Linked DNA regions of Mus musculus: regions 2, 3 and 4 are each linked to region 1. The links are chromatin contacts, called in public Hi-C, HiChIP or PLAC-seq and promoter capture Hi-C maps. All regions are on one chromosome and are shown on one strand. The core of a region is the stretch at or near the end of the contact, and the rest is flanking DNA. Distances in the headings are between cores, read along the strand shown. Region 1 holds the start of Slc12a4 (solute carrier family 12, member 4). Region 2 holds the start of Tppp3 (tubulin polymerization-promoting protein family member 3). Region 3 holds the start of Zdhhc1 (zinc finger, DHHC domain containing 1). Region 4 holds the start of Smpd3 (sphingomyelin phosphodiesterase 3, neutral).

The links. Promoter capture Hi-C pulls out the DNA fragments that hold promoters and counts their contacts. A called contact is a pair of places that touch in the nucleus more often than the background predicts. HiChIP or PLAC-seq counts read pairs in DNA pulled down with a chosen protein or histone mark.
Region 2: a contact with region 1 is called in a promoter capture Hi-C map of fetal liver, with 2.9 times the contacts expected there. The contact joins the promoter of Tppp3 here to the promoter of Slc12a4 in region 1. A contact is called at or near these places in 3 of 39 promoter capture datasets (embryonic stem cells, fetal liver and pre-B cells).
Region 3: an H3K4me3 HiChIP or PLAC-seq map of embryonic stem cells shows a contact between it and region 1, with 4 times the contacts expected there. The contact joins the promoter of Zdhhc1 here to the promoter of Slc12a4 in region 1. A contact is called at or near these places in 2 of 39 promoter capture datasets (liver and pre-B cells), 2 of 115 datasets of contacts at active chromatin or transcription factors (embryonic stem cells and large pre-B cells) and 1 of 9 other capture datasets (liver).
Region 4: a Hi-C map of B cells shows a contact between it and region 1, with 7 read pairs. The contact joins the promoter of Smpd3 here to the promoter of Slc12a4 in region 1.

Annotation. Positions count from the first base shown.
Region 1 is chr8:105,962,103-105,969,795 of GRCm38.p6, forward strand. Slc12a4 (solute carrier family 12, member 4) reads right to left here and starts at 4,013. Exons shown (of 24, transcript NM_009195.3): 1 at 3,823-4,013. The coding sequence starts at 3,937.
Region 2 is chr8:105,466,665-105,474,357 of GRCm38.p6, forward strand. It overlaps Tppp3 (tubulin polymerization-promoting protein family member 3), which reads right to left and starts at 4,758. Exons shown (of 4, transcript NM_026481.3): 1 at 4,616-4,758; 2 at 1,776-1,969; 3 at 1,492-1,645; 4 at 828-1,360. The coding sequence starts at 1,963. The coding sequence ends at 1,172. Zdhhc1 (zinc finger, DHHC domain containing 1) reads right to left here. Exons shown (of 14, transcript NM_175160.5): 11 at 6,820-6,902; 12 at 6,542-6,635; 13 at 6,327-6,405; 14 at 5,759-6,217. The coding sequence ends at 5,937.
Region 3 is chr8:105,492,365-105,500,057 of GRCm38.p6, forward strand. It overlaps Zdhhc1 (zinc finger, DHHC domain containing 1), which reads right to left and starts at 4,698. Exons shown (of 14, transcript NM_175160.5): 1 at 4,446-4,698.
Region 4 is chr8:106,334,600-106,342,292 of GRCm38.p6, forward strand. Smpd3 (sphingomyelin phosphodiesterase 3, neutral) reads right to left here and starts at 3,366. Exons shown (of 9, transcript NM_021491.4): 1 at 3,213-3,366. 4930506A18Rik (RIKEN cDNA 4930506A18 gene) reads left to right here. Exons shown (of 3, transcript NR_126091.1): 3 at 473-1,155.

The DNA of each region.
Region 1 (7,693 bases), core at 2,763-5,262:
CTCTCCTGGCTCTGTTTTCCCAATGCTGGGATCGTAGGAAGTCCGTGTGCCTGGCTTTGTACACCTGGCTCTCTGTTTCATATTGGCTGACTTTGCAGATCAAGGTCAATGAAGGTCAATGCCAAAGCCAGCAGTCATCTCAACCCAAGTCATGTTTAGGGCTGGTGGGGTCAGGTAGCTCCCCAGACATCCTGGCATTTTTGCTAACTTCCATGCTCATTTGGGATGAGGAGTCACAAGACTCCTGGGCCACACCTGTGCCACCAAGCCACTGCTGCCATTCACATTGAAAACTCTTTACCGAGAAGAGCCACAACACGAAGAAAATAACAGAAATGAAAACGGCATCCTGGCAGCTCACCTTACTTCCCTTTCTGCCTTGCCCGCTAGGAGTCTCCATAGATTTATCCCTCAGAAGCCGCCAGCACTTATTCTCAGTTCTTGCCCTCTCCCTCTGTATCCTTCCATGAAGCTGGACATAAATACCAATTATTCTAAATGCACACACTGCAGGCTGTCCCACCACCGCTACTGATTGTTTCTAAGAAGAATCTACTATTATCCAGAAACTGTACAGCAGTGCTTCTCAGCCGTCCTTATGCTGCAACCCTCTAATACAGCTCCTCATGTTGTGGTGACCCCTCCATCATAAAATTATTTCATTGCTACTTCACAGCTGTAATTTTACTGTTATGAATCCTAATGCAAATATCTGTGTTTTCCAATGGTCTTAGGCGACCCCTGCAAAAGAGACAGTAGACCCTCCCAAAGGGGTTGTGACTCACAGGTTGGGAAACGCTGCTGTAGACCTAGGCATGGTGGTACAAACCTATAATCCTTGCCCCACCCCCCACCCCCACCCCCCCAGAGGCTACAGAAGGAAGAGCCCTGAGTTCAAGGTCAATTCAGGCTACGACACGGTTTCCAGGGCAGCCTGGGCTGCATAAAGAAAACAAAGAAGCCAGAGGACTAGGGATAAAGCCTAGGTGGTAAGGTGTTTGCCTAGGATGCACAAAGCCCTGGGTTTGATCCCTGGTACCTCATGAAACCGAGCTTGGCGGCACAGGTGTGGAATGCCAGGAGGTGACACCAAGAGAATCAGAAGTTCAAAACCATCATCAAGTTCAAGGCTAGCCTGGACTACATGAGACCTTGGGTTTAAAAGGAAACCAAAGGAAAAAAATCCTACCAACTACAGAGCTGAGCACACGACAGTGCCCCACTCTGTGACCCACCTGATCCTTAGTTGTCCCTACAAGCTTCACTCCCAGATGGCTTGGGATGCTTCTAAGATCTGTCTCTGGTCCTTACCTGCTGATGCATGTCAGTTCCCCTTTTGGGAACAAGACAAGGCTGCCTAGTGAGGAGGGCCAGACCTGGGTCTATCACAGCGATGAGAGGTGAGCTTCAGGTTCTCTTTTCACATTCCAGAGCCCAGGCCTTTTAGGGAGTGCTCTGGGGTACAGCATGATACCCCAGCATAGAAAAGACCTCTGGCATACTGGCATATGTAGTCTGATCACTGCGTGCATACTCCAGCCTCTGGGTTTTCAGAGATCCGGCAGGCTGGCTTGGATACCTGCCCCTTGCCCTGTGCGACCCACAGAAAACTGCTTAGCCTCTCCGAGCTACCCTGTCATCTTCTATGAAGCAGAGACAGTAACTCCCTCTCCCAACTTCCCGGATGCATCAGAAAAGGTAGTGTCTGGTCCCAGACACGGGCAGGGCACTTCGCAAAGCCTCACTTAAGGACCCCTCCCATAGGATTATGGGGATATGAAAGGGTCTGAGCAGAGCTTCAGGTCTCTGGTCCCCCAAACTTCAAGCTACCCGCCCTGGCCTCAGCTATTCCAAAAATTCCAGGGCAGGCTTAGGCATGCCTGCCTGCCTGCCTGCCTGCCTGCCAGGCTCAAGCTTTTCAGACATTACCTGAGACCCCCAGAGAACCAAAGCACAGCTCAGGCCTGGGGCTCCCTATGAAGGGCTCAGGTGTGTTCCTACCAGCAACTGGGAAAGCCCTGACAGTAGGAAGTGATCTGGATGACCTTTCTGGTCCCTATGTACATGGAATCTACCTATAATGTCCTTCCATGACCTTCCCAGTCTGGCCACAGGCCATCTAGGTGAGCAGGCCTATGTATGCCCCTCAGAACAGAGGCGTGTGTGTGTGTGTGTGTGTGTGTGTGTGTGTGTGTGTGTTGTGGGGGGGATCCTAACAGAGCTAGGCCTAAGATAGTTCTGTGCTCTCTGATTCTTTGCTATATCTACAAAGAAGAAGCAAAATCACTCACCCGGATGCAGGGTGTCCCCCATGCCACAGACACACCACAATCTGGCCGAAAAGTAAATAGGAAGAGAAGAAGGGGGTGGGGTTGGGAGGAGCTGGCCTAGCCTGGAGGGATCTGGCAGGGCACAGCCAACAGCCAGCATAGCTCCAGGTTACTCCTATCAACCTGTGAGGGACCAAGGCGGAGCCAAAGAAAAGGCTCAGTACTGCCCATTGGTCCAGGCTAATCTCCAGGATGCAGTTCAGTACATCATCTAGGGACAGACATCCTTCCAGTCCCAGGGAAGGAGGGATATGGTTCCGACACCTTGGACCAGGCAAGGGGCAGCAGGGGATGTGGGATCTAGGGTTACTTACACACAGCTGTGAAACCTGACAAATCTCCGTGACATCTGCAGTCCATGCCCCTGGCCTGTATGTCCACATGGCAGGCAGGTCATTCAGTCACCGTTCACATGAAGCACAGACTACCCCTCAAGCATGTCACCATCACAGACCTATCAGATAGCCTCCGATACCATCACCAGACACAACACACATTTCCTACACCTTTCTATCACGGTCAGCCTCAGACATCACAGGCATTTGTTATCATAGCACCAGGCTCATCACTGGCAGCCTTCCTGGAAACAGTAGCCATAAGGACGTCCTGACCTGACCCTGTGATACTCAGCGACACACGTGCATTTACACATGCCTGGACAGCTATACAGACAGACACATATAACCAGGACCGTTCCCATTCCAAGTGTGAGGAGCCTCCGTGGGTGGAAGATGGAGAGATGGGGCACTGGAAGGGAGAAAGGGTTTACCTCTATAACCAGCCCTGATACCTAGGTTAAGGCACTACATTCTCATATCCGGGTTTGAATCCCACTGGAACAAGTTACATAACTCTTCCCCACCGCCCTTCACTCCTTCCTAAGTGCGAGTAACAGAACCTGTCCCATGGGGGAGGTTGGGAGGATTAAAGCGAGTTGCTTCATGTACAGTGCCTAGACAAGCCTGGCCCCGTGTGACTGCTCCCTAGGTGTCCATGATACGCACAGATCTACGTAGACCAAGGCCAACACAGGCTCTTCAGCGAGCACACCCTTTGCTCCTACCGGGCCAGTGTGCAAGGAGGCAGGGGTAGGGAAAGGACAAGAGAGGGGCGGTGAGTCATAGAGGAAGAGAGGGTGACACTCAAGAGGATGGGGGCGATTCACAGAAAGTGAGGAAGCTACAATCCAGGCTTCCATTGGACCCAGACCCGTGGCGCGTTCGGCGCCAGCCTAAGCAAGGCAGCCCGTTACCCGGCCTCCCAAGGCGGCCACGTCTGCAGCCCCCGCCCGCGGCCCTCGGGGGAGGAGCTGGGAGTGGGTGGAGGACGACCTAGCCCGGGAGTCCCGGACCAAAAAGACTCATCGGTCTGAGCGCGCAAGGAGCAAGAAAAGTGGAGTCCTGCATGGACGTCTGCGCGCGCGGTCCGAAGGCGCGAGTCCCGTGTAGATGCCCCCCGTCCCGGCCACAGCCCCCGCCGGGCGCACCCTCACCGTCCGAGTCTTCCCGCTCGGCGCGCTCGCCGTAGTCCACCCAACTGAGCCCCTCGAGGTTGTCATAGTCGCCGCGTCGCGGCCCGTCCACCGGCACCACGGTGAAGTGAGGCATCGCGCGCGCTTGGCCCGCGGTCCCGGCCTCCAGCCGGCAGTCCCCGCCGCCCCAGGCTGGCCCGCCCCGCCCGCTCGCATTCCACCCCGCTGCGCTCACTTCCTCCACCCGCCCCCCGGGCCGCCCCTCGGGGGCGGGGAGCAGGAGGGGCTCGGGTCGGCTCCTCCCCGAGGGGGGATGAGAGGACCCCGGGAACGAAGTACTCTAGCTGCTGGAGGGTAGGGTTCCTGTGTGTCTTTGGGTAAGGGGTTGCCCTCTCTGAGCCCCAAATGCGATACTTAATAAAGTGAGGGAAAGTATTTTAACTTTTAGGGGTATTATGATGGTGAGACGGGGCGCAGGGTGCACTGGCTCTGTTCCCTGAATCTAATTAGCTCTCAGTCACTTTTTGTTATTTAGCGGGAAAGCTAGCAGGACCTGGTCAATGTCACAGTGACCACCCCAAACCTCCTCAAGTCTTTCATCACCCTCACATACATACTCTTCCATAGCGGGAAAGCTAGCAGGACCTGGTCAATGTCACAGTGACCACCCCAAACCTCCTCAAGTCTTTCATCACCCTCACATACATACTCTTCCATTACCATCATTTCTCTCTAACGCTTCTCCAGGACTTTGGTAGCCTACGGTCTCTCCCTCAGTTCTGCTCGCTGCAGCCTCTCCCTTAGCAGGTGGTTGAAGATCGTATGCCCTTCCTAGAGGAGTCCGCTCCCTCCTCGCTAGAGGTTACACCGGCCCATCCCTCATCGACACTTTGGGATAGCCCAGTTATCTCATTTGAACTTGCTCCTTCATAACCTCACCTCCTGGAGGTTCCTGCACCCGAGTCCTTTCCTTTCTTGGTGCTAACTTCTTTCACACTCAGATAACTTACCTAGTCGCCTTGACTTGAGAATTTTTATCTTTCTGAGTTGTTCTTTTGGCCTCTTCCCCCACCCCACCCCGCTTCCTTCCTATCAGAAAGCTCCAGGGCTCATCTTTCTGCTCTATCTCCATTCTTTCTCCCTTTCTGGTGTAGCCTTTAGAATTTGGGCTGACTCTAGAATCCGCGCCCTCTGCTGCCACCCGCCAGCCCCAACTGCCTGGGTGGGCCGCTCGGCTAGGACCTCCCTGAAGCAGCTCAACAACTAACCCTTCCCAGTCAGCTCTTCCGGGCTGCAATCGGCCTCCCTCTCTTTCTGGCACCTTTAACTGCTTTCCAGCTGTGCGCGCGTGCTCTCGGCTCTGCATCTCCTATCCTGCACTCTCTGTATAGAAGGCTCACTGGTTACAAGCTTTTGTTGTTCTTGCCCCAGACCCAAGTTCAGTCCCCAGCACCCACATCAGGTAGCTTATGACTGCATATGTCTCTAGCTCCAGGGGATCTGATGCCCTCCAGCTCCCTCAGACTGTACCAGGGTTCACACACACACACACACACACACACACATTTAAATTTACCTTTAAAATTGAAAAATAAACTGAGCAAGAAGAAATATAATACAAGCTATGAGTAATAAATATTCCAAAAAAAGATACAAGGTATAACTAATAGCATTACCCCAGTCAGTCCAAAAATCAAAACCAAAGAAGCAAACAAACAAAAAAACAGGTGGGTGTCTACTGAGGAACAACACTTGAAGATCTTTGGACACACACACACACACACACACACAGAGGCCCCATCTTTTCTTCTCTTTCTTTTCTTTCTTTTTTTTAAGTTATTTTCTTTCTTTCTTTCTTTCTTTCTTTCTTTCTTTCTTTCTTTCTTCCTTCCTTCCTTCCTTCCTTCCCTTCCCTTCTTCTTCTTCTTCTTCTTCTTCTTCTTCTTCTTCTTCTTCTTCTTCTTCTTCTTCTTCTTCTTCTCCTCTCCTTCTCCTTCTCCTTCTCCTTCTCCTTCTCCTTCTCCTTCTTCTTCTTCTTTTTTGCTTTCCCCCCCCCCCCCAGAGAGTCTCACTATGTAGCCCTAGCTGGCTTTGATCTCTATGTAGACCAGGTTGCCCTCACAGGCAGTCCCTAGGTGCTAGAATAAAAGATGTGTGCCGCAATGCCTGGATGTTTTCTTGTTAATTATCGGTTTCCATGTGTGTCTGGGTGTGAGTATGTGTGTGTGCAGGTGCCCTGGAAGATCAAAGGTGTCAACTCCCCTGGAGCTGCAGTTACAGGTAGTTGTGAGTTATCTGATGTGCATCGGGAGCTGAACTCTGGTGCTCTGCAAGCGTTTGCAAGGGCTCCCAAGTGTCCAGCCATTTCTCTGGCACTAGAGAGACAGAGGCAGGCCAGGTCTATATATAGTAAGTTCCAGGGCAGCCAGACAGGGGGAAAAGAGAGATACTGAGGATTGGCAACAGAAACTCTAACATCTGACTCTTTAAAATCTCAGAAAATGAAATTCAAATAAAGGAAAAGTTTGGGCATCGTGGGCTACCCTGCACCCCTGGAACTCAACAGAGATGTGAGGCTGAGTTGGAGGACAGCCTGAGCTATGTATAATCCCTGTCTCAAAAGAACAAAAAACAGAGGCTCACTCAAGATGTAGCTCAGTTGGTAGAGTGCTTTTCTAGTGCATATTACAAAAAATGGGATATAATAAGAGTACATGCCTATAATCTCTGTGTAGCCTTGGCTGCCCTGGAACTCACTCTGTTGACCAGGCTGCCCATTTTGCCTAAATGCTGGCAAATTTTAACTTCAGTAGGATTTTTTTTTTTTTTTTTTAATAAATGTTCTCTGAAGAAATGGCTCAGAGGTTAAGAGACCTATCTGGGGTTCCGGAGGTCCTGAGTTTAATTCCCAGCAACCACAAGGTGGATCACAACTATCAGTAATGAGATCTTATGCCCTTTCTGCCCTGCAGGAAACATGCAGGCAGAACACTGTATCCATAATAAATAGATTAAATATATGTTCTCGAGCCGGGCGTGGTGGCGCACGCCTTTAATCCCAGCACTTGGGAGGCAGAGACAGGCGGATTTCTGAGTTCGAGGCCAGCCTGGTCTACAAAGTGAGTTCCAGGACAGCCAAGACTATACAGAGAAATCCTGTTTTTTTGTTTTTTGTTTTTTGTTTAAAAAAGAAAGAAAGGAAACCAGCATTCATCCTCTCTGTTTCCGGCCTGCAGAAGCATTGTGCCCAGATGCCTCAAGCTCCGACTTCAGGGACTTTCTCACCATGATGGACTGGACCCTGGAACTGTGACCCAAAGTAAACTCCTCTTTCCTGGAACTGTTTCTGTCCCAGATTTAATCACAGCACAGAATAAATCAACAAATACATCTTGCAAACGTGAGAATCTGAGTTTAACCCCAAGAATCCTATATTAAAAAAAAAATTTAAAAAAGCTTGGAGGCTTGAGAAATGGCTCTGTGGTTAAGAGTACTTTTTTTAAAAGGATTTATTTATTTCATATATGTGAGTACACTGTCATTGTCTTCAAACACACCAGAAGAGGGCATTACAGATGGTTGTGGTTGCTGGGAATTGAACTCAGGACCTCTGAAACAGTAGTCAGTACTCTTATCCACTGAGCCATCTCTCTAGCCCAAGAGTACTTATTCTTGCAAAGGACCTGGCTTGTGTTCCCAGAACCACATGGTGGCTCACAACTGTCTGTCTGTAACTCCAGTTCCAGGGGATGGATACCCTCTTTTGGCCTCTGTGGACTCGGGTACACATGTGGTGCACATAACCTCAGTATGTAAAGACAGACATGCACATAAAAAAAAAAAAAGCCTGGACACTTGTAATATCAGAGATAAGGAGTCATAGAGAGAGAAC
Region 2 (7,693 bases), core at 3,508-6,007, 490 kb before region 1:
TGATGGACAGGCCCTAAGTCCACCAGCCTCCTTGCTACCACAGCAAGGACGTGAAGGGCGTGCTTGGGAACAGCTCTAGCCAGACACCGGCGACTCCGAGGACTGATGATCTGGTAGGGAACAGAATGGCCACACCTTCCCCATCAGAATGGTGAACAGATGGGAGGGAGTCAGCCAGAAGTCCCTCACTGTGGGACACCAGGCTCATCACTGGCCATTAGGTCCCATGTGTGTGTTTTGTTTTTGTTTTTGAGAAATGGTGTTGGGGCTTGCTGTTCCAGAACAGGGCTGGCATGAAGATAAGAGGTCTATAGTTCAGGGCTCATCTGTTGAAATCTCTTTCTCAGCTTCCTCGGCCATAGAGTAAGGGCATCAATTGTTTATTCTCTAGTTCTTTCTATCCCAGAATAGTCTGAGATTCTGGGCTACAGCCCAAAATGCCTTACCCGAGTAGCCCCCTGTTGGCAGCCACAGTGCTGAAGCCTGGCCCTGAGCCTCTGCCAAGGCTTGGTCCAGGCCAATTCTGATGTTTCATCCTGTGCAAATGTTGAGAGCAGATTGAGGCCTTATTGATTGGATAACAGGCTGTGATGCCATCACCCTAGGGTCAGGGTCCAGTAAAAAGCTCTGCATCTTCCTAAGGCTGTCTTGGGCTGGCTGGCTCTGCTCTGCACTAATGGGAAGGAATCGCTAATGGAAGGAGATAGCATCTATCCTTGGCATGGCTACCAATGGGAAGGAAGAGCCTAGCAGGGTGTGTATGCAGGAGGGGATGATAGGGGTGCTACAGTGTGAGTGACCCCATCACTGTAGACTGAGTCAGTCCATCCTGGTACAAAAGGTATCTTTATTGAGGTCTGGGTAAGAATTAGGCACTTGGCCAGAGCAGCAGCTTAAATATGAGGCAAAAGCAGGCAAGAGTCAGCCATGCCTGGGACCAGGCTGGGGCGGTGAGGATATAGGCACTGACTCCCAGACAGATGACAGGGAGACAGGAAGAAGGGACACAGCAGTCTGGGTCAGAGGCCTGATGGGATGGCCCTGGGACTGGGCAGGAAGCTCTTGGTGGCAGATCCAGCAGGGAGGGAGCCAGGCTTTCTTGCTCCATGTGACCCTGGACCCCAGGCCTGGGCCTCCAGTGGGACAGCCTCCCTGGGGGCTTTGGCAGGTGTCACTTCTTCACCTTGGCGTCATAGGTGCCTGCGTTTTTGTAGGCACTCACGTAGCCACTGTCGTCCAGGATGTCCTGCCGTCCAGCGATGCCCTTTCCCTTGCCGCTCTCATCAAAGCGTTCTTTGTGGGAGCCCGTATACTTACTGGTGTCCGTCAGCCGGTCCACAGCACCACCCGTTTTAGCTTTCTGTTTGGATAGAGTTCCCACAGAGTCCTGTGAGAGGGAACCTGGCCCATCCCACCCACCCCCATTTCTGCTGAGATCCACCCCTCCCCCACCCCCACCCATCTCCGTGGCAGGGCTGGCAGGGCACTTACGGTGACGCCAATGTTGGCCGGTTCCTTGCCCGCTATCAGCTGGCAGATGGCATCAAAGGCCTCCTCCTTGGACTTCCCCTTGAACCGCTTAGTTGCCAGCTCTTCCAGGGCCTTCTTGAACTCCTCATAGTTGATTACTCTAGCAGATTTCGCCCTGCCAGACACCGTGTGCACCGTAAGGATCCCCCCTTTTTGACATCCTCCCTGATTCCAGCCCCCTAACGACCACCCCCACACCCCCCACTTTCTGAAAGCATGAGAAACAGGGGTTGCCTGGTGCTCACTTGACTTTGGAGAAGACGATGTCGACGTCGGTGCCCGTTACGGCCTTTCCGTCGGCCACCTTACAGTCCTTGCACAGCTTGGCCCAGTTCTTGCCATTCATCTCTTGCCCGCTGGCCTTGGGGTCGCCATGGATGGCAAACTTCCGGAAGCTCTCCTCCAGCCCAGCTATGTCCGTGCTCGCTGCCATGCCACCCTGCGAGGATCCGCCACAGTCACCTCCCGGCCAAGTTATTCCCACCTCCTCTAGACCCAGAATGCCCCTACTGCCTTCTCAATACCTGTGAGGTGCTGGGCAGTGGTGGCGCACGCCTTTAATCCCAGCACTGGGGAGGCAGAGGCAGGCAACTTTCTGAGTTCGAGGCCAGCCTGGTCTACAAAGTAAGTTCCGGGACAGCCAGGGCTATACAGAGAAACCCTGTCTCGAAAAACAAAACAAAACAAACAAAAAAAAAAAACCTGTGAGGTATGAGTTGGCAGCACATCAGTCCCTCAGTCAGGACTGGGATGCCTAAGGGTTAGCACCTTGTGTCTGTCTATGCCCAGAGCTGAGGAAGAGCTATGGGCAGAAAGGTGCTGTCGCTCGGTGCCAGCCCTGGATGTCAAGAGGGCTCAGAAGATGAAGTCATGATGCCCACACGGCCCTGGGAACAGAAGGGCACTGTCCTGAAAGACTGTGATGATAGCAGCTAGGGCCATGGCTTTGTCTGTCCCTGGCACAAAGCCTGGTTGGGTGGAAGTGGGGGTGGTGGCAGAAAAGCCTCCCTGAAAACTCCTGTCAATCTGGGTCAACGCCAGACAAGGGTGGTGTATGGGCAGGTATGTAGTGAGGGCAGTGTCTCTGTAAAGGTCATGGAGACCTAGGGAGGCCCAGCCTCGGCCTGACAATGGAGCAAGAGCAAGGGCAGCAGTGCCTGCCCTAGGCAGGGGCGCAGCTGGCCCAGCCCTGGCCTTGTTACTATTTGCTGTTAAACAAAAACAGGAGGGGAGCAGGAACTTGGGTCTGGCCTGGCCACAGTTTGTGGAGCCTGGAGACAGTTGCTAAGGGAGGGTGGTGCTGCTTGGAGACAGTTGCTAAGGGTAGGATGGTGTCAGGGCGGCTTGAGGGAGAAGCTCCCAGTGCTGCTGGGCTGGGCTGGGCTGGGCTGGGGATCAGGGGCCCAAGGGTGGGGCATACCAGCACTCCCTAAGCCTAGGGCACAACCGTGGCTTCCTGGCCCCTTGCCACTGATTGAAGCTGTAGCTTCCAGTCTGTGGAGCTTAAGAGTGGGAAACGAAGAAACCTGGGTAGAGACTTGGACAGTAGCCCCTAAATTCTTCCATGGGGCCATGATCTTGGTGCCTCAATCCTTCACTGAGGCACAATCCCGTTGTCTACACTTCAGCCCTCCACTAAGGTCTTCTTTTCACTGAGCGTGACCACGCCTGTCCACGTTCCCATAGCTCAGATGCACTGAGCCCTGGCCCTCCACACCCTCTGCCTCGTACCCACTAACCATACCCACAGCCTTGCACCGAGGCTTCCTCCACCCACACCCAAAGCCTTGAATTTGACCCTTTTTCCTTTTCCATCCCCACACAGACATTAAGACCCCTGCAATGAAACTCCTCCCCAGCATGCCCACAGCCCTGCAGTCAAGTGCATGTCCTACTACAGACCCCTGACCACACCCTCCTCAGAGCTCCATTGCAGATCTCTGACCACACCCTCAGCCCCACCCTGAAAGTCCCTCTCCAAATCAAACCCTGTGTACACTGCATCCATTTTGCATCCTTTTAACTCACATCCTGAAGACCCCAACCACAGTCACTAGCTGGACTCTGCACCCTTACAAAGGCCCCCTGGCCATACCCTTGGAGCATTCCCGTTCATCCATATAGCTACAGCTTCTGACACAGCCCTGCCTTGAAATCTCCCAGTCTATGCAGTAACACTTCCATACTTCCATGCAAAGCATTGAACACCCACCACCACACACGCGCAGAGTTCCCTGACCACACCCTCAGCACTCTCTCTTTACTCATATGCTAAAGCTATTGACACAGACCTGACCTAAAGCCCCTCAGAGTCTAACCAGCACTGGCATCGCCAGGCATCATGTTAAGACATACCACCATCACCACACCCACTGCAGCCTCCTGTTCTCAGCCACCATCTTTACCTTGCCTCTTAGGGGAAAAAAAAAAAAGTGTCCAATGACCACAACCTGGCCCCCGAACAACTTCCTCTTCTTCCATTACTAGTTGGTCCACACTGAAAGGCCTTTTCTGGTGACCACACCTACTCATCCATAAGTTGCAATTTTTAAGACTCAGAAACCCAGAGATTGCACTCTGCAGGGACCTCTGTGGGTCTGTAAATGGGGTCCGCCACACCCTTTGCCTCTCCCAAAGATGTCAACCCGCCCGGGGACCCAAAGCCCTGTACTTGAACACCACAGGTAAATGTGTCCAGGGGAGTTTGGGGTGCTACATGATGCTCTTCTCAAGGAAATGGGAGGATCCTGAGGCTACTGCTCACTCCTGTCTATGGGAAGATGAATTTGGGGGCTGTTGATGTGGAACAGAATCACAGCAGCTGCTCTGGGGTCCTCAGACCCTGGGCACAGTGTTCATGCCTCTGAACTGAATCCGCTCGTCAGCTCCTGCTGGGACAGCTGCAGTCATCAATCAGCCTGGCAAGAAGGTGGGGGCAGGAGTGTGTGTGGAACCCTTGGGGCCAGGGCCGGGGTGTTCAGCTGATAGGCTCAGCTCAGTACCATCTGAGGTTGGTTCAGGCTGCTCCCACCCACCCCTCCTTTTGGGGGATACGAATTAGGGTGGTCGATGTTCAGTCTCCTACCGGCTTCTACCGCTTGGCTGCTCCTGAGCGTGCCTTCGGACAGGACCCAGGAACTGATGCTGGAGACCAGGAGGCTCCACAGCTCCGCTCCCTGCCGGCTCCCGGGCGGGACTGCAGCCCGGGCGGCTCCGTAGTATTATCCCCTGTTTCTCGGTCACCATAGAGACAGTGAGTCCCACCCCCTAGGCTGTCTCGGCGGGAGAGTGACCAAGGTCACGCTAGCTCCTCCCACCAGACCCCGCCCTATGTGCTCTGTGGGCGCTGGGCCCGCAGAATTGCAGCGACAGCCTTATCCTGCTCCTCCCCTTCAACCGCGGTCCTCAAGCGGTCAGAGCTGCCCTCTGCAGTCCTGGATGTCCTAAGATAGGAACTCCCATGGCCAATGGGAAAACAGCCCCCCCCCAAATTCCATTGTCCCCAACCCTCAAGGGACTGCTGAAAGAATCCACCTGAGATTGTCTAGGAGCTGAACTGAAGAAGGGGATCCCGCCCCTCATTGACAAGGATCTACAGCTGGCTCCAAGACCACAGCTGCCGCTAACCCTGTGGCATTCACTCATTCCTAGGTTCTCAGCAGGCCACATTCTGAAGCACTAGAAGACTGAGACAATCAGTGGATCACGCATTCTTACCCACCCCACCCCCCCAAATGCTGGGTACTTTTGTGGCAGCAATTCCTAAATTTCGGAGAATGGCTGCCTCCTCCCATTCTCGTCTCCCCGCCTCACAGCTTCTTGTTCCAATGCGCCTCCCTAGCCTGCTTCCTCTTCAGTTTCCAACTGCAAATACTAAATAAAAAACTAAATAAAAATACTAAATATTAATTGATTAATTAATTAATTAATAAACCTTGCTGGGTGGGTGTGGTAGCACAAGCCTGCAATCTGGGGATTCGGGAGACTGAAGCAGTAGATTCAAATTTTCGAGGCTACCCTGGGAAATGGGAGAAGGGACAGAGGAGAGTGGTAGTTCTTGAACAAGACCCCATGTTTTTGATTCCCAACACTTAAAAGAAAAACCCTGTCCAGAGACCTTTCCTAACCCGCCCCTCTTTCTCTGCCCCAAGCTAGCAATGGTGGTCCTGCTTCTGTGAGATCCATGGATTTTTCCACTATGAAAATAAGCATTAAGTCCGCAAAAGCATTAAAAAAAAAAAAAAGTTTATTGGGGCATCAGGGCTGGTGGAGCGGATATTGCTGAGTCTTGGGTAAGGAAGGCCGATCCTGTCGACCTTGAGGTCCCTAAAGTGCACTCGTTACGCGAATGTGGGGTGTTGCATAGAGTCAAGGCCCTCCTGCCTCTAGTCCTTAGCCTTAGTGGGCTAAGGCAGGCCGTCGCCGCCTCCAGGTGTTCCGGGCTCGCCACTGCTCGGGCTCACAAAAACAGCAGGCGAACGTGCCTGTAGAGCCAGCCCAGACTCTCGACCCCTGGCTCCTGGGGCACCCAGTGCGGCACTGCCCAGGCGCGTCTGGGCCACTGGAATCTCTTCCATGGACTCAGCTGATGCCGAGTAGTAGGCGCCTGCAGAGCCACCAGCATGCACTGGGCTGGCACTGGTGGAATCAGATGAAGAGCTGGAGCGGCGGCTAGGAGTCCCAGTCTCTGCGCACAGAGGGGGACTTAGATTGAGATAAGGGCTGCAGCTAGGGCTTTAAAACCTTTCCCTCCCACGAACTAATCCAATAGGATCCAAGCAGAGAGCGGCGCTCACCCCGTAACCTGGGCAGTGGGAGCTCTCGGTCCAAGACCCCAGACCTGGGCAATCTATACACTCGCCGCTTCCTCTTTTTCTGTAAAGACAGAGGGAAGTGTGGGCTGCTTCTCCAGACCCCACTTTGCCGAAAGCAGCAGAGGCGCTCATCAGAGTGCAGGCTTCTTTTCCATGTCCCTCTTCTTGGGCAGAGGTCCAAACCCAGTCCCTCCTACCTGGGGTTGGATCCGTGGAGGCAGAGCCAGTGTGTCTGAGGAGGAGGGTAGTGGTGGTTCCACTTGGCCTTGGGTGGCAAGAAACTGGGAAGGACTGAGGTAAAAGCCAGAGAGCAAACTCTAGATGCTGCCCCGGAGTCCCTCCTGCTAGAGGTTCCCTTCCTAGCAGGACAGAGACTAATCCATCCAAGACTGTGCTGAGCTGGTCCCAGACCCATGTTTTGACCCTGGCCTACCCTTTCTCCCACCTCCGATGGGAACAGCCAGGTGACACTTACTTGGCATTTAATGCTGCTGTCCTAGCCTGGCCAGAGGGCTCTGGACGCACATGGCTGAAGGTCCTCATGTAGAACTCCATCTCCTTGGGAGAGAGGGGTCAGGAAGGCTAAGAGACTATGTGTAGATCCAGAGGCTCTTCAGCCCCGAGCACACCTTGTTACTGCCCTCTCTGATAGCTGAGTGGTCTCATGTCCCAGAGGTTAGGGGTGGCTTCCTGGTTCTCAGATGTGCTGGGAGAGCCCTTCCAAGGCAAGGCTTCACACACGCATTTCTAAATCCTACCTCATCACAAGGACTTGCTTTATCTAGTCAAGCTGCAGCTATTCTACCAGGGGGAAGCTGCAGGCCCTTACGCCCAGTATGCCTAGACTGTAGCTTAACCAAGAGGTTCACAGGGACGAGACAACCGTGTTGCCCTCACCTGCCCGACTCCTCTTAGGGCTCCAGCCACTGAACTAACTTGTTCAGGGGCCAGGAAACCACAAAGCTATTCACAGGCCAGCTTGTGCGCTCCAGGCTGTGAACACCCCCCCTTGTGGAGGGGGGTCTGCAGCATATTGCGTGCACCTCAGTGTACCAGCCATAGTTTTTTGGCTGCTGGGAAGGAGAATCTGAGTACAGTCATTGTTATGTGTATTCCCCAAAAGGAAAGAGTACAGGTGACGGAACAGTGCTGCAGCCCAGAACCGTGAAGGAGTGATGACAGCAGAAGGAACCCCAAGCAAAAGGGCTGGGAGTGGCTAGGCTGGCAGTGCATGCCAGATGTCCCCAGATTTGCTAGAGAGAACTGTAGGTGAAGAAATAAAAGACCGGGAAAAGCCACCTCGGGAAAGGGAGTGGGGCAGAGGGCAAAGGGTGGAGCCAGTGAGCTGG
Region 3 (7,693 bases), core at 3,448-5,947, 470 kb before region 1:
TCTAGCAGGGGAAGGAGGTGAATCTCGTGAGTTTGAGGCCAACCTTGTTCTAAATAGCAAATTACAGCCCAGCCAAGGATAGAGAGTGAGACCCTGTCTCAAAACAGCAAGCAAGCAAGCAAGCAAGCAAGGAAGGAAGGAATAAGAAGGAAAAAATCTTAGTATTTTAAGTTCTCATGATGAATGGTATAACTGCTGCATGACTGATGTATTTCCTGCCCATCACCACTTCAACAAAGAAAAACTTCAGGCAGCCAGGAGGCTAAGGCAGGAAGATCACTTGGCCCATGAGTTCAAAGCCAACTTGGGTAACAGCAAGATGCCAACATCCGAGCTCAAATAATAATAATGATTATTATAATTATTATTATTGTAGTAGTAGTAGCAGCAGCAGCAATAAATTCAGACTGTTGTTCTGAAATTCATGCATGAGATAGCTAAATCACCTAGACTAAAGTGCAAAGCCCAGGTCCTAGAGAGCCTGTGAACAGCCCTGGATTCCTGAAAGGTGTCTGAGGACTTCAGAATCAACTCAACTAATAATGAGGGATAGCAAGGAAGAAGCCAAGAAACTAGGAAGGTAAGTTGCTTGGGTCGGATAAAAAAGTAACACGAAGCTGGGCAGCTTGGCACAGCCTCTAATCCCAGCACTCAGGAGGCAGAGGAAGGCAGATCTCTGTGAGTTCAAAGCCAGCTTGTTCTACATAGTGAGTTCCAGGACAGCCAGGGCTATGTAGGGAGACTGTCTCAAAACAACATTGGTGTGGTGGGGGTGTGGGTGGGGGCTTGGAAACAGGAATCAGGCTGTCTGGAGACAGAGCCTTCCTCTGGCTCTTGCACTGCTCTTCACAGTTCAGGGAAGCTGGGGGCAAATTTCACAAACCCCACTTCTTTGGGTGTCTTCTTTCAAGTTAACCAGAAGGCAATTGGCAATGACTACCAAAGCTGCGAACACATTTAACTTGTGGCCCAGACATTCCACTGCTGTATTTATCTTACACTCTCCTAACACATAAAAGTTCATTGTATTGTTCCTTGTAACAACAAAGAACAAAAACAAATATAAACACGCTACGGTACATACATACAAGGGAATGCTAGCAGCATCAAAAGTAAATGATGACATTATTTTAAAGATAAAGTTGCATGAACAAGCAAAATACATAATTGTAGACTGAGCTATCAAATAAATAAAAATCAAGGCAGGGAGCTAAAGAGAGAGGGCTCAGCAGCAGACATTTGCTGCTCTTACAGAGGACCAAGTTTCCAGCCTTAGGATGGCGGCTCAAAACCATCTCGAACTCCAGTTCCAGGAAATTTGACACCCTCTTCTGATCTCCAAGGATACCAGGCATACTCAAGTTACACAGACATGCACGCAGGCAAAACACACTCTTACATAAAATAAAAATAAATACTAAAAAACAAGTAATAAAAGGGCTGGAGAGATGGCTCAATGGTTAAGAGCACTGACTGCTCTTCCAGAGGTCCTGAGTTCAATTCTCAGCAACCACATAGTGGCTTACAGCCATTTGTAATGGGATCTGATGCCCTCCTCTGGAGTGTCTGAAGACAGCTTCAGTCTTCAGAATAGACCTAAAAAAATAAAAAATAAAAAATAAAACAAACAAACAAAAAAAAAAACCAACAAGGCAGCTATTGCTTTTCTAGGGCCTAGAGTTCAGTTCCCAGCACCACCCACACCAGGAGGCTCACAACCACTTACAACTCCTACTCCAAGAGACCCACCCAACATATGTGACAGGTAAACACATACAGAAATGCACACATTAATACACACACACACACACACACACACATATATATATATATATATGTATACACACACATACATATATTTAAAAGACCATCACCATTTGGGAGACTAGAGCTGGAAGGCTACAAGTCCCAAGCCCAGCCTTGGTTAGATAGCAAGACTATGTCAACACAAACAAGCACCCAGAAGGGATGGACAGACAGACAGATATCTATGTTTCTATAGGCACAGAGTACTCTGGGCAGGAAATGGCAGAATCCAAATATGGGCAATTTCTATGAAGCTCTCAAAGTTAAAAAAAAAAAAAAAAAAAAAAGGATAGCTCTGTGGAAAGGAAGGCCTGGATTCAATCTCCAACAACGAGACCAACACACACACACACACACAGAGACAGACAGACAGAGAGAGAGAGACAGAGAGACAGAGAGACAGAGAGACAGAGAGAGACAGACATACCAAATAAACCGTTGAAGGATATCACCTCTAGCCCTCCTTGCTCCACTGTGCTGCCATGTGAACCAAATGAACCTGTGTGAGCTAGAGGTTTATACCTGGCTGGAAAAACCAGGAATTCCTGCCTAACAACCATTTGACAAGAGTGCTTGTTGAAGGGCTTTCTTAGCCTTGAAGGCAGTTCTGAGCCATTCAGTACTTGGAGGAAAGGCCACAGAACTTCCTGGCACTCTTAGGGGTCTGGTCAAAGTTGGAAACAGACACTGGGCATGAAACAGAGCTGCTGGGCAGGACACTTGTCTAGCCCTTGACCAAGAACGGGTGGTACCCTGTGAGCCCAGAACAAGGCCGAGGTGCACTCTACAGGAGGGGTACACTCCTGAGCAGCTGGCCTTCCTCTCCTAAGATTCCCCTGAGTAATTCTAAATCACGTTTTCAGTCTTTCCCCAGGACCTGCTTCTAAAATAATTCTCACTGAGATCTACTGTGCCTCCGTTTAGACCGCATACAGGGGAGCCGGGGAGAAAACGCTTTGCAGAGCACATTGGTTTAAGTGCAGAGAGTCACTTATAAAAGACTTCTAGGGCAAGTACAGTGTTTATTAAAACTCCCCACAGGTGCCAGGAAAATCTGTGTTCTTAAACAGTCTAAGTAGCTACGGTTCAACTGAGGGATACATATCACATCACTTCCAGAAAATAAGCTAGAGCTTAAAGCTGTTCTCAAAGGCCTCTCTGGTCTTTGGTCTCAGATAATGCGGCTGGGCCTTTACTCTCTCTCTCTCATAAACAATATGCTGAAGTCAGTTGCTATGGCAAGAGAAACTTGAAATGGTTCCTGAGTTGACATGCTGCGCAAACATTTCCATATTGTTCTCCTCCGCAGCAGCCACCACAAACACTGGGATACAAGTCCAGGAAGAGTAACAGAGGGCAGCAGGGACCAGAAACCAAATCAAGGGAAGGAGGCAAGGGTTGCTGACTTCTAACCAGGAAATCAACTGGTGATTGTAGGAGCCAGCCTCGGGGAACACCCACCAAGAAAAGTCATTAAGAACAAAGGGTGACAGAACAAAGTAAGAAAAACAATAGGGGGAGAAAAATCTAGGCTAATTAAACACCACAGCTGCTTTTATTACATCTCCTGGTGATTATCTGTATACAGCTGGTCTCCCACAACCAAAACATCAGCTCCACAAAAGGAGTGACCACCCTCATCTAACCTAGCTCGCCCTTGGTAAAGGAAGTGAAGCCACCCACTTCTTACCAGCTCTGCTACCCTAAGATCACTGAGCCCTTATGCTGTTTCCATAATAACAGCCGTTGCTGCCACTTAGAAGGCACTTATTCTACGCCAGGCGCTGCTTGAAGCGCTTACACAGAAATTCACTTAATTCAATACTCTGAGGTAGCCCTATGATTTCAAACTGTTCCCACAGATCTCTAGTCCTTGGTCTCATATGTGGCCTCCCCCATCCACCCCACCTCCACGATCCCCTGTTACTTTGTCTCATGACACGTGACACGAGAACATGACAACAACACTCCGTATGCACAGATGAGGACCGGGAGAGATTTGTGGGTTCCAGGAGGCTCGGCTACACTCGCTGCACTATGGTAATCTTCAAATGATTTCTGCTCAGCAGACAGAGAGGATAAAGCCCTTTTGAAAATTTGAAACTCATTAAACGCTTCAGGGACTCCCTTCACGTTCTGGGATAAAAGTTGAAAACCCTCACTTTAGGAACTACCCTAGCATTTCCGTCCCATACTATACTAATGCTCTGCTACCTGGACTTTTTTGTTCGCTTTTCCCTCTTTCAGAAACACCCTTCCCCTAGTCGCAATTCCGGCTCCTTCCCAGCCTCCGTGTTTAAGCATCACCTTTAGGGCCCACCCGAACCCTTAATGAGACCTGAAATTACTCTAGTCACGTGTCTGGCGCCTGTTTCCCCAACCCATCACTTAATTCTCTGTGGGTTGCGAAGGCTGAAGGCTCGGAGGCCCGACGCATGGCACATTGCCTGGCGATCGGTGGGCGCTCAGTGCGGATCTATGGCCCTGATTAATGATAAAAGGAAGTCCCGCGCTCCACTGGGTCGGCGAAACCCAGCAGCAGGCCGAGACAGGCCCAGAGTCCCGCCAGGCACCGGCGCAGCGCGGGCCGGTGGCTCAGGCCAAGCTCGGAGGTGAGAAACGCTGCAGCCGCTCCTCACCTGCGCGTGGTGGCAGCCGCGCCAGATGCGGCCTGCCAAGGTCAGCCAGCGGCTCGGCCCCGCCCTGCCCGTCCACCCTCCCCAGGGCGGCCGCACTTCAGACCGTCCGGGCAAAGTCGGTCCCCCGGACACGGAGGAGACGCGTCCCGGAGCGCGGCTCCATCCCGGACGGAGGTTGGGCCTCAGAGTCCTTCCGCCTTAGCAAGGACCCGCTGGCAGTGCAGCCGTGCCAGGCCAAGGCAGGCTGGGCCTTGCCCGGCGCGGGGCCCGTTCCCCTGGCAACAGCGCGAACTACGGCGCCCCACAGCGGCCAAACCGCGCTGCGTCACTTCGCAGGAGCATCGTGGCTCTGGGCGGAGTTTGCCAAGTGCCCCCTGACTCTAAAGCATGCCCACTCTCATTTTCCCCCATAACCTTTCACAGGGAAAATACACTCTCTTCCACCTCCCATCTACAATTTGTCTTCCAAGAATCCTACTCTCCTCAAAACGTGTCATGTATCTAGTTTCTCCTCTAAATCACTCTTGGGAAGACCCCAACTAATCTAGGGTTTTTGCTCATTTTCTTTTATTTTAAATTGTGTGTGAGTGTGTGTACATGTGCGCGCACGTGTGCATGTGTGTATTAGAAACAGGGTCACATGCTGGCCTCAAATTTGCGATTCTCCCACCTTTGCCTCCCAAATTTGCTGGAATTCTAGTAAAGATATGGCTGCTGCACTCTCAAAGTATGTGTTAAGTGCCAGGCACATCATGAGGAGCACTCAGGGATTCCTGCCCTTGAAGGAAATAACAGGTTGAAGGAGACAGACCTAAACAAATGCCTTACCCAACTGAAAATGTGAGCAACTACAATGTAAGGTGTGAAGTATAAGAATTTAGTATTGATAACACAAAATGTCTAATTTTTTTCTTCAAATGTTTTGTTTTTTGTTTTGGGGGGTTTTATTGTTTTTGTTTAGGGGTGTGATGGGGATTGAGACAGAGTAGTAGCCCTGGCTGACCTGAAACTCACTATGTAAACCAGGCTGGCCTCAAACTCACAGATCTGCCTGCCTCAGGCTCCAGAGTGTTAGAATTGAAGCATGTGCCACCACATGCTTTTTTTAAGAAAAGATTTATTTGAGGGGAGCTGAAGAGATGGATCATAGGTTAAGAGTAATGGCTGTTCCTCCAGAGGTCCTGAGTTCAATTCCCAGCAACTGCATAGGGGGTGGGGTGGGGTGTTCATAACCATTTATAATGGGATGTGATTCCCTCTCCTAGTGATATATATATATCACTCATATATATAAAATAAATAAACAAACCTTTAGAAAAAGATTTATTTGTGGGTCAGGGGGAGTCAGAGAGATGGCTCAGCAGTTAAGAGCACTAAGCACTCTTCCAAAGGACCCAGGTTCAAACCCTAGCACATGTATGACAGCTCACAACTGTCTGTAACTCCAAGATCTGACACTCTCACACAGACACACATGCAGGCAAAACACCAATGCACATTTTTTTTTTAAAGATTTATTTATTTATTATATGTAAGTACACTGTAGCTGTCTTCAGACACTCCAGAAGAGGGAGTCAGATCTTGTTACAGATGGTTGTGAGCCACCATGTGGTTGCTGGGATTTGAACTCCTGACCTTCGGAAGAGCAGTCGGGTGCTCTTACCCACTGAGCCATCTCACCAGCCCACCAATGCACATTTTAAAAAATTAAAATAAAAAGACTTGTTTGGGGGCCAGGAATGACAGCTCATGCCTTTGATCCCAGCACTCTGGAGGCAGAAGCAAGAGGATCTCTGTGAGTTTAAGTCCAACCTGGTCTATATAGTGAGTTTCAAGCCACTCAGGGCTATGTAGTTAGATTCTGTCTGGAAAAAGACAATTATTATTATTACTATTTATTATATGTGTTTGTGTCTGTACTCCATGGAGCCAAAGATGTCAGGGCCTGTTGGAGCTGGAATTACAGGTGATTGTGCTGGGTGCTGGGAGCCAAACACAAGTCCTCTACAAAAGAAATACAGGCTGCTGACCACTGAGCCATTGCTCCAGCCCCAAAAGATCTAAATTCTTTATTGCCCTTAAATCAAGCATAATTCCTTTTAGAAGCTCCCATCTTCAAATTCAATATAGGTCTCCTCCACTAGACTCTCTCGTCCCAGATTACTCCAAAGGACTTAGAAACACACACACACACACACACACACACACACACACACACACACACACACCACACTCTCCTGTCAGGATTCCTCTCTGCTACTGCCCCAGGCTACAGAGATTTTCTAGTTAGAACTCTGGGGGCCCCTTCTGGAACTTCTAGGGGACAGAACCTCTCTCTCTCTCTCTCTCCCCTTAGCCTGGCAGCACTCATATTACTCCTAGCACTGGAAGGCAGAGGCAGGGAGATCTCTGTGAGGTTGAAGCCAGCCTGGTCTACATAGTGAGACCCAGGACAGTTTTGAAAGCTCTAAAATGGTAAGTTCCTGGGGTAGCTACCCCACACTGGGCAGATAGGAACAGAAAGTGTATCTATCACTACAAATATGTAAGTCACATGTGTGAAGTAAATGTGACATAATTCTGCTCTGTCACATGCCAATCTGGGTCCTTATGCAAGTTAACCTCTCTATAATTTAAATTCTTGCTTTTAGGACTGACTGATAAAGCTCAAATTTGAAGATAATATCAAGGTTATTCTGGCTTCAGAAACACATATGACTCCTCAGTTGTTATCTGGAAACAGAGAACCCAGAGTCAGATAGAGAAATGAAGATGGAGGAAGGGTTAATTAATGTCCCCAGCAAGGAAAGAGACTCAGAGTCATAGCCTTCTACACCCCAGAGTCTCCTACCTCCAGGATACATCTCCTGCATGTCTAAAGAGCATCCTGCATGCAACAGATCCCTATATTCCTTCTTAGATTTTTTTTTTTTTACCGAAAACCCTGGTCCTCCTGGAGAGCACTACTCCAACTGAGCCTTTTGGGAAGAAGCACTATCAAGCTCCTTAGCAGCCCATCTCAGAGGCATCTTCACAAACACATTAGTTACTTACTTCCTGTGTCCGCGCTAAAATACCACGACAAGGCGGATTATAGAAGCATGTGTTTGGGCTTATGGTTGCAGAGGCATGAGTCCGCCAGGGCAAGGCAGCCATGGTGGCCAGCGGCAGTCTGTGTAGCAGGGGCAGGAAAACCGAGAGAGGGGAGCAGGAAGCAGAGAAAGCAAACTGAAAGTACAGTGACACCG
Region 4 (7,693 bases), core at 2,116-4,615, 370 kb after region 1:
AATACCTCCTTCCCTCTGAGGAGCTCTCACAATTTTGTGACAGTGTGAGATCCTTTCAGAGCGACTCCAGAAGAGACACATGTCTCCAGGTGGGCACTTAGGACTGAGCATGTCTCTTCCATCTCCCCAACTCCAGTCCTTAGGAAGAGCCAGGCCTCAGGGACCTTTTTGTTTAGTAATTCCAGATGTCTGAAGGTTCTAAGCCACAATGTCAGGGAGGAAGATGAGGCTTGGTTCTGAAAATGTTGCTGACTGCTTTAATAACGAGGAAGAGGCAGAGATGAAAAGTGGAATGTGAGAGGAAGGGAAGAGTGAAGAAAGGTAAGGGAGAGAGCCTAGAAAGGTAACAGAACTTCCCTGAACTTGATCATCAGAGGCAGAGCTGGTAGAGTTATAGGGCTATTAGGAGTAATTGGTCACAACTGGAGACAATGTCCTAATAAATGTTTTTGCTGCCCTTTCTCAACTGTAGGCTTCAGACCCACTTTTCCATGCGACTGAAGACAGCAGCAGTTTTACTTCTCGGTGCCGTTTGAAAGAAGCCTAGACAAGAGCGGCATCTTGCAGAAGGAAGGTGTCTCAGTGGGAAAGTGCTTCCTTAATAGGCATCCCAGTCCTGTTTTCCATCCTCAGCACTATGAGACAAGCAACCAAACACAAAACAAGGACACCTACTCCAAAGGTAGACAGGAAATTCGCCCCAACAGAAAGGTGTGTGGTTCAACAATGTCCACAGCAGCTCCGAGCCTACAGGGGAGTAGTGGTTGTCAATTTGTGCTTTGGCTTGACTTCCTTCCAGCAGAGGTCACTGTGGATGCTGGCAGTGGACACTTTAGGGAAAAGGATCAGGTAGGCTTGGCTGACTGGAGTTTCCACTGCCTGGTTCTTTCACAGTCCATAATCTATCCCCTTAATTTATGTGAAGGAGATAATCTTGAAGCGACCTGAAAAAACTTTGTGGTAAAAGCGATGGTGGTAGGGAAACTTAGGTCAGTGGCTGGGACTAATAAGGCTGAGAGGGCTGCATTCATCTTCTAGGAATATTAAGACAGAGTCTCATTATATAGTTCAGGCTGACCTCTAACTCGTGGCAATCCTCCTGCCTCAACCTTTCAAGTGCGGGATTATAGGCTTGTGGCCACCATTACTGGCTTGTACCTGGTGTTTCTGAGTCTCCATTTGTGACCAATTACTGGTAATATCCCTGTAGCTCTACCAGCTCTGCTCATATACCCCTTCCAGCCTCTATTGACAGACTTCCCAAATCTTCCTTGGCAGCCAGTGGTTGTGATAAGGTAGGTTTTGGTCATTAGGGCAGCCCCCTACAGCATGATAAGGTGCTCCAGGGAATGAGGACTGATAAAGATTTCAGGGTCAGATTTGGGTGCCCAAAGGGCTAAAGAGGGTGTCACATTCTTGTGAAGTTTCACTGACTGGAATATAGCCAGTCCTTCAGGTTGGACCCGAGGCAGTTTAAAGCTGCCTTCATCCTGAAGTTGAACCTTAGGTCAGCAACTGTGACTTGAGAGTTAAAAGGATAACTGTCTTGCTACCTTCTACATCTAAGCTTGGTTCCTCTTCCTCCTCCTTCTTCCCACCCCTCCCCCAGCCATATGCATAGCCTCACCACAGCAAGGCACACGCGTGAATACTGGAGCATGGACAGACACATTCATCCAGTCACATTTTCACTCACGCTCTGCCCCACACACCACTATCAATAAAAATCACATCTAGCCACAAAACCAAATTTGTCCTAATATAGCTGATAGGGCATGAGGTTGAATGGGTTTAGTCAGCATGCTTCTTCAGATCCCCTCAACTGCAAGGTAGAGTCCCTGGTCATCCCTGTCCTCGTGGTCACAAGTCCTGCCTCTAGTAACCATCAATCCCATCGCATTCTTGGGGCAGGACTGGCAGTGGGGTTGGAAGGTGGGGACAGAGAAGAGTGTATGGCACAGGACCCAGCACAGCACAGCCACCTCCTCCCTCGGGATTTTCCATCCCGGCTCGCGCGGGCCCGCGAGGAGCGAGCGCGCTTTGTCTCTCTCGCTCTCTCTTCTCCTAGCACGTTTCCGTGGAAGCTACCCGTGCCGCGCCCGAAGCCCCCCTTCCTCAGCCGCGCCCCTCGCGCAGTCCAGCCCTGCACGCCTGCCAGTGCCGCCACCGCCGCTTTGTCCTCCCGTGGATGCCTGGGCAGAGCGCGAAAGCCGGGCACCTGAGAGCAACCCCTGCTCGCAGGGTACCAGATCTCGGCGTCCAGATCTGGAGCGCGCTCGGCATGCAGCGGAGCATCCCTCCAGGATCCGCGAACGCGGAGGAGCTGCGGGTTGCTGGAGAGGGAGACCACTGGGTCCTTTCCCTCAGGTGCCCATCTAGACTCTTAGCCGTGGTGCTGGAGCTCTAATTCCCGGGGTGTGGCGGAGCAAGAGAGATGATCTCCACTCTCTACTGCCTGGGACCTGGATCTAGGTGGAGAGGGCCTGGGAAATAAGATCCAGGTAGGGAGGGGTACCTCAGACTCTCACTTCTACCCACCTCCCACACCCAGGCTATTCAGACCTTAGGTGCGGCTCCATCACAGAAGACCCAAGCATCCATCAGTGCTTGGAGCAGGGTGGGGAGGAGTCCTGCAGCCCTTCACTTTCTCCATTCCCAAAAACAAATATCCCACAAAGAACCCAACTGTGAGCAAGTCATAAGGGGAGAGCCTGGATGTAAAGGAGGGCAAAGGGAAGGGTCTCCCTAACAACTCGAAACCTAGGAGAGTCTAAGAGGAGGGGAGGTGTCTCATCAGTCACATCCCAATCCCTGTTTGCAGCCTGTTTGCAGCCTCGAGCTGGGGTGTTGTAAGGAAGGGTCCCTCTATCTCCAAACCTCTCATCCCAGAACAGTCCCTCCATCCTCAACAACCCAAGCAGCCTTGACTTTAGGCGCAGGAAAAGGGAGACTCCAAGCCTTTTTCACGCTCTCCTACGAGAGACCAGAGAGGGTCTTCCAGCCCTTCATCCCTTACACTCAAGAAGCTCTTTCACCATACGACAAAACCCAGCCGAGGTTGCTCCGACCTCAGGCCCTGGGCCACGAAGAGGCCCGCAGTCAGTCCCTCCAGCTCCACGGACAGATGGTGTTAAGTGCGGCGAGGACACGTCCCATCAACTCCCCAGGCCCCCCTCTCCTCAATAAAACAAAAGCAAGTCCTTAGCACCCACCTCAGGTGGCGCACAGGAGGGCGCTCGGTGCGGGGCAGCGCACGCGGCGCCTCCCAGCTCCTCGCGACCGGGGCTTCCTAGAGACGGCTCTCGCGGCGGCGATGGTTACAGCGACCGCGGCTCTGGCATCCGGAGCCTCCCTCGGACTCAGCACCTGGAGCGGCGAACAGCTCCGCGCCTCATTCCGCTGACCCCGCCTCCCGCGAGCTGCTCTGGCCAATGGAGACGCAGGATCCGCCCAGGAGGTTGCCTATTGGGAGGTTCCGGTCCCTCCGTTGGGACCTCGCCCCCAGAGACCGCCCAAGTGTTTGCTCTGCCTGCTGGAACATGTAGTCTCTTAGGGCTGTGGAGTGGGCTCGTGCCGCGGGCTTGTAAACAAATGGACTACATTTCCCAGAGTGCATTGAGGAGCCCTAGGCGCGGAGGAGGGTGGGAGGACTGTTTCCATAGCAAACTCAGCCCCTTGGGGAATGGGGGATGGGGAAGTGGGGCAGGCCTTGGGACCCTTGCAAGACCACATGTGATCTGTGGTTAGCGTCTTGGAAGACGGATTCGGTTATCTTTTTCTCTCTGTTTCTACTTGAGGACCCTGGGCCTCAGTTTCCCTGTCTAGGAAGAAAGGTAACGAGACGGCCTCGCTGCAACACTCGGTGGAGCCAATCGAGAGCGAGACGCTTTGGTTCCTCCCCACCAGAGATAAAGGATACTGGAGGAGACCTTCACACCTCAATCTGAACTTTTATATTTTTTCCTTAATTCTGACACTGAAGGTTTGTTTGTTTTTTTTGTTTTGTTTTGTTTTTTTGTTTTTTTTTTTTTGTTTTTTTTCTTCTGGCCACATTCCTTGCGCCACTAGGACCTTTCCTTCTTGTCCCCACATTTTTGCAGTCTCTCCTTCAGTACTTTCTGGTAGAGTGAGCTGCTTCTGCCTAAAACCTTTCACAGGCTTCCTCGGGCCTCTGGGATCAAATCCACTTTTCACAGCAAAGCTGGAAAGTCCCTTGAGAATTGGACTCCACTCTCGTTTGCATCGTTCTGAACTTTGGAAACTGGCAAGCCTTGAGTACTGATTTTTCTCTCTTCCTCTGATCCCCTCCATCATGCCGTCCTCCAACTCCTCAACATCCTTTAAGCCCCAGTTTAAATGTTGCCTTGATGTGTGACGACTTCCTTGATGTTCTGCCGAGTGTTGCACATCTTCTGTGTCTGTCAGCCTCTACTTCCCCTATTTGATTTGCATGTTTACACACCCAGCTTCCTCATGAAACTAAACTTATAAAGCAGAGGCAAGTCCTGTATTATTCATATTTATAGTTCCGTGTCTACAACCTCTGACATACAGGAGGCACTCAACAAATGCTGAGATTTACCTATAGTTATTGAAAATGAACAGCGGTTTATCTGATTTCAGCATACACCTTCAAAAAATGTTTATTTTCTAAGGTGTTTCCCACTCCTAAAGATGTTCACTAGAAGGATGCTACTGGTTGAAAAAAAAAAGTTTAAATGCCATTCATACTTTTAGGATTGGTTGGGATTTTGTCTGAATGTCCCAGGGTCTTTCTACTACTGTGGTTCTAGAGAAATATATTTGTGCCTGCTATTCCTGTCAATTCCCCCACTAAATGTCACCAGTTCCTCTATTTTAGCTGTTGGCCCTACTTTCTATGTCTAAATGCCTGCCTCCCACTCCCTTTCTGGGAAGATCTTCTCTCACCTGTCAGTCATGAAATAAGATGCTGGCTGGCCTTTAAACCTTCTGCTCAGCATCATAGGACTCCACAGTGATTTCCTGCCTTGCTAGGTAGCATTTTTTCCTCCTGAATCCCCAGGAAAGATTCTGATACTGACTAGATGTCTCATTAATTCCATCCATAGTTTGTTTGTCATCGTCCTAGAAGTTTAGGGTGTATGAAAACACAACCATTCTGGAAAGAATGCCTTCATGTGCATAGTTGATTCACACTGGGAAAGGAAGTAACTGGAAAGACTACTATTCCAAACAGAGCCTGAAAGAAAGGAAGCCTGCTATCCCGGTACAGAACAAAGGCTAGGGCAGAGGATGAATAAAATGTTAGTTCTTCCCTAACAGGACCTCGAGTAAGCCTCGCAGAGGGGCTTTGATCTTGGCTAAATCATGGAGGAAGGCCACTGGGGCTGACTTAATAGACACAGCCTCATTACTAAGGATGAGTTACTCATTACTGCCAGGAGCACAGGGAAATGGGATGTGTTGAAGCTCAGTATCCAAGTCTGTGGATACAGTGAGAGCAAAGGCTGTTGGGAGAACAGAACTATGCCATACAGTGGACATCCACAGAAGCCTAGCGAAGAAACCCACCAAAAGCCGGAGGTGAAGCCCTTGGAGGTCAGTTGAGCCCTTTGAAAGTATCGCTAGGGCAGGAAATTAGATTGACAGAGCACCTACCTACCTGTACACGGCCTTTTGTCTGACTCCGAGTATTGCCCCTCCCACAAAAGTTATGCTAATTTTCAGGAAATGGTACCAAACAGGAAAAAAGTTAAGGTTCCTGGATTCTCCCAGAACCCCCGTGGGTACTTAAATAAAATCTGCTAGAGTCGAGAAGCCAGGTCCTAATCCTGATTTTTATCTCTGATTAGATGTGTGACCCTGGGCTGGACCTGTTTCTTCAGCTATAAAATGCTGTTTACTGGTGTTAGGAAGAAGCTAATAAGGGTACAGGTGGGGAAATTCAAACCCATTTGCTGGCTTACAGAAACTGCCTTCTGGGGTTTATAGTTTGCTTATTTGAAAGAGTTGCAAGGGATAGATAAAGCTGCCTTGTGTGAAGCATTTCACACACATTAGGACTCAGCAAACGCTTTTCTACTTTTAGATTTTTGGGTTTTTTTGTCTTGTCATCAGATATCCGTTCGACTGAGGAAACAGGGGATGATGATACCCAGGGCAATTAGGGTTTGACTCTCTCCCCTCTCTTCGTACTTGCATGACTCGCTCAGGTTATTTAAGCTTTAATCTCTTGCATCCCAGTGTTCTCATCCGAGAAATGGAGGTGATGATACCTCAGAGCTGAGAGGATGACCTGGATGAGTTATAGTGCCCGACACATGAAAAAATGGTCAGTAGATTTAGTTTCTCATTTTAGGGGCAATTTTAGAATTCCCAATGGAATGGAATTCCGGGTGCCTAGCAGCTAGCGTTGTAGAAGATTCCAGAAGAATGTCATGCTAGTTTCCTCCTGCTTACAGAGGAAAACAGAGGGGGCTAGAGGGATGGCTCAGTAGTTAAGAACACTTGTTGCTCTTGCAGAGGACCTGGTATTACAGTACCAACCTGGTATCTCAAAACCATCCAGGCAGTAATTCCAGGCAGCCTAACATCCTCTTCTGGCCTCCCTGGGCACCAGGCAAGCATGTGGTACACAATTATACTTGCAGGCAAAATATTCCTACACATAACTAAATAAATATGAATAATTTTTGTAAGTCTTTAAAAATAAAAAGGCAACAGGCAATGGTGGCACATGACTTTAGTCCTAGTACTTAGGAGGCAGAGGCCGATGGATCTCTCTGTTTGAGGCCAGCCTGGTCTATAGAGCTAGTTTGAGGACAGCCAAGGCTATACAAAACCTTTCCAGAAAACCTAGAGGAATAAATAAAAATAAGGGATAGTGGTGGAGAGATGGTTCAACCATTAAGAACTTTAGCTGTTCTTCTAGAGAACCAGGGTTCAATTCTAAGCCCATGGCAGCTTACAACTCTCTGTAACTCCAGTTCCAGGGGATCTGACATCCTCATACAGACAGACATGCAGGCAAAACACCAAACAATGCTCATAAAATAAAGTCATTCAAAATGAATTAAAAAATAAAACCAAGCTGGGCAGTGGTGGTGAAGGCCTTTAATCCCAGCACTTGGGAGGCAGAGGCAGGTTGATTTCTGAGTTCGAGGCCAGCCTGATCTACAGAGTGAGTTCCAGGACAACCAGGGCTATACAGAGAAACCCTGTCTCAAAAAACCAATAAATAAATAAAACCAAGGAGGTAAATTTGAGTTGCATGTGGTATGTCCAGGTGAGCTCTTCAGGAGGTGGTCTGTAACTTATGAGATCTAGTGAGATAGAATAATAAATTATCGACTTATTAGAGGTCAGGTCATCATTCAAGTTATGGAAATGAACTGAATTCTTCACTAGAGGAGGCCAAAGAGAAGGCCCAAATTCCTTGTGGGTTATCTACAACTAAAAAACAAGCTGAGGAAGGAGATTCCAAATGGAAAGGTGAGAACAGAAAGATTTGGAGAAAATCAGAAAATGCTGTGGCCACAGAAGCCAAAGCTGGGAGTGGGGTGATGCCACACAGGATTAGCAAAGCCAAGCTCTGAACTGTCCCTATCCCCAGTGTAGCAACAGGGTCACTGGTGGCCTCGGAAAGAGTAACTTGATATGAGCTCAGTCTCTGGGAACCACATGGTAGGAGACAGTACATCCTAGCAAGCCG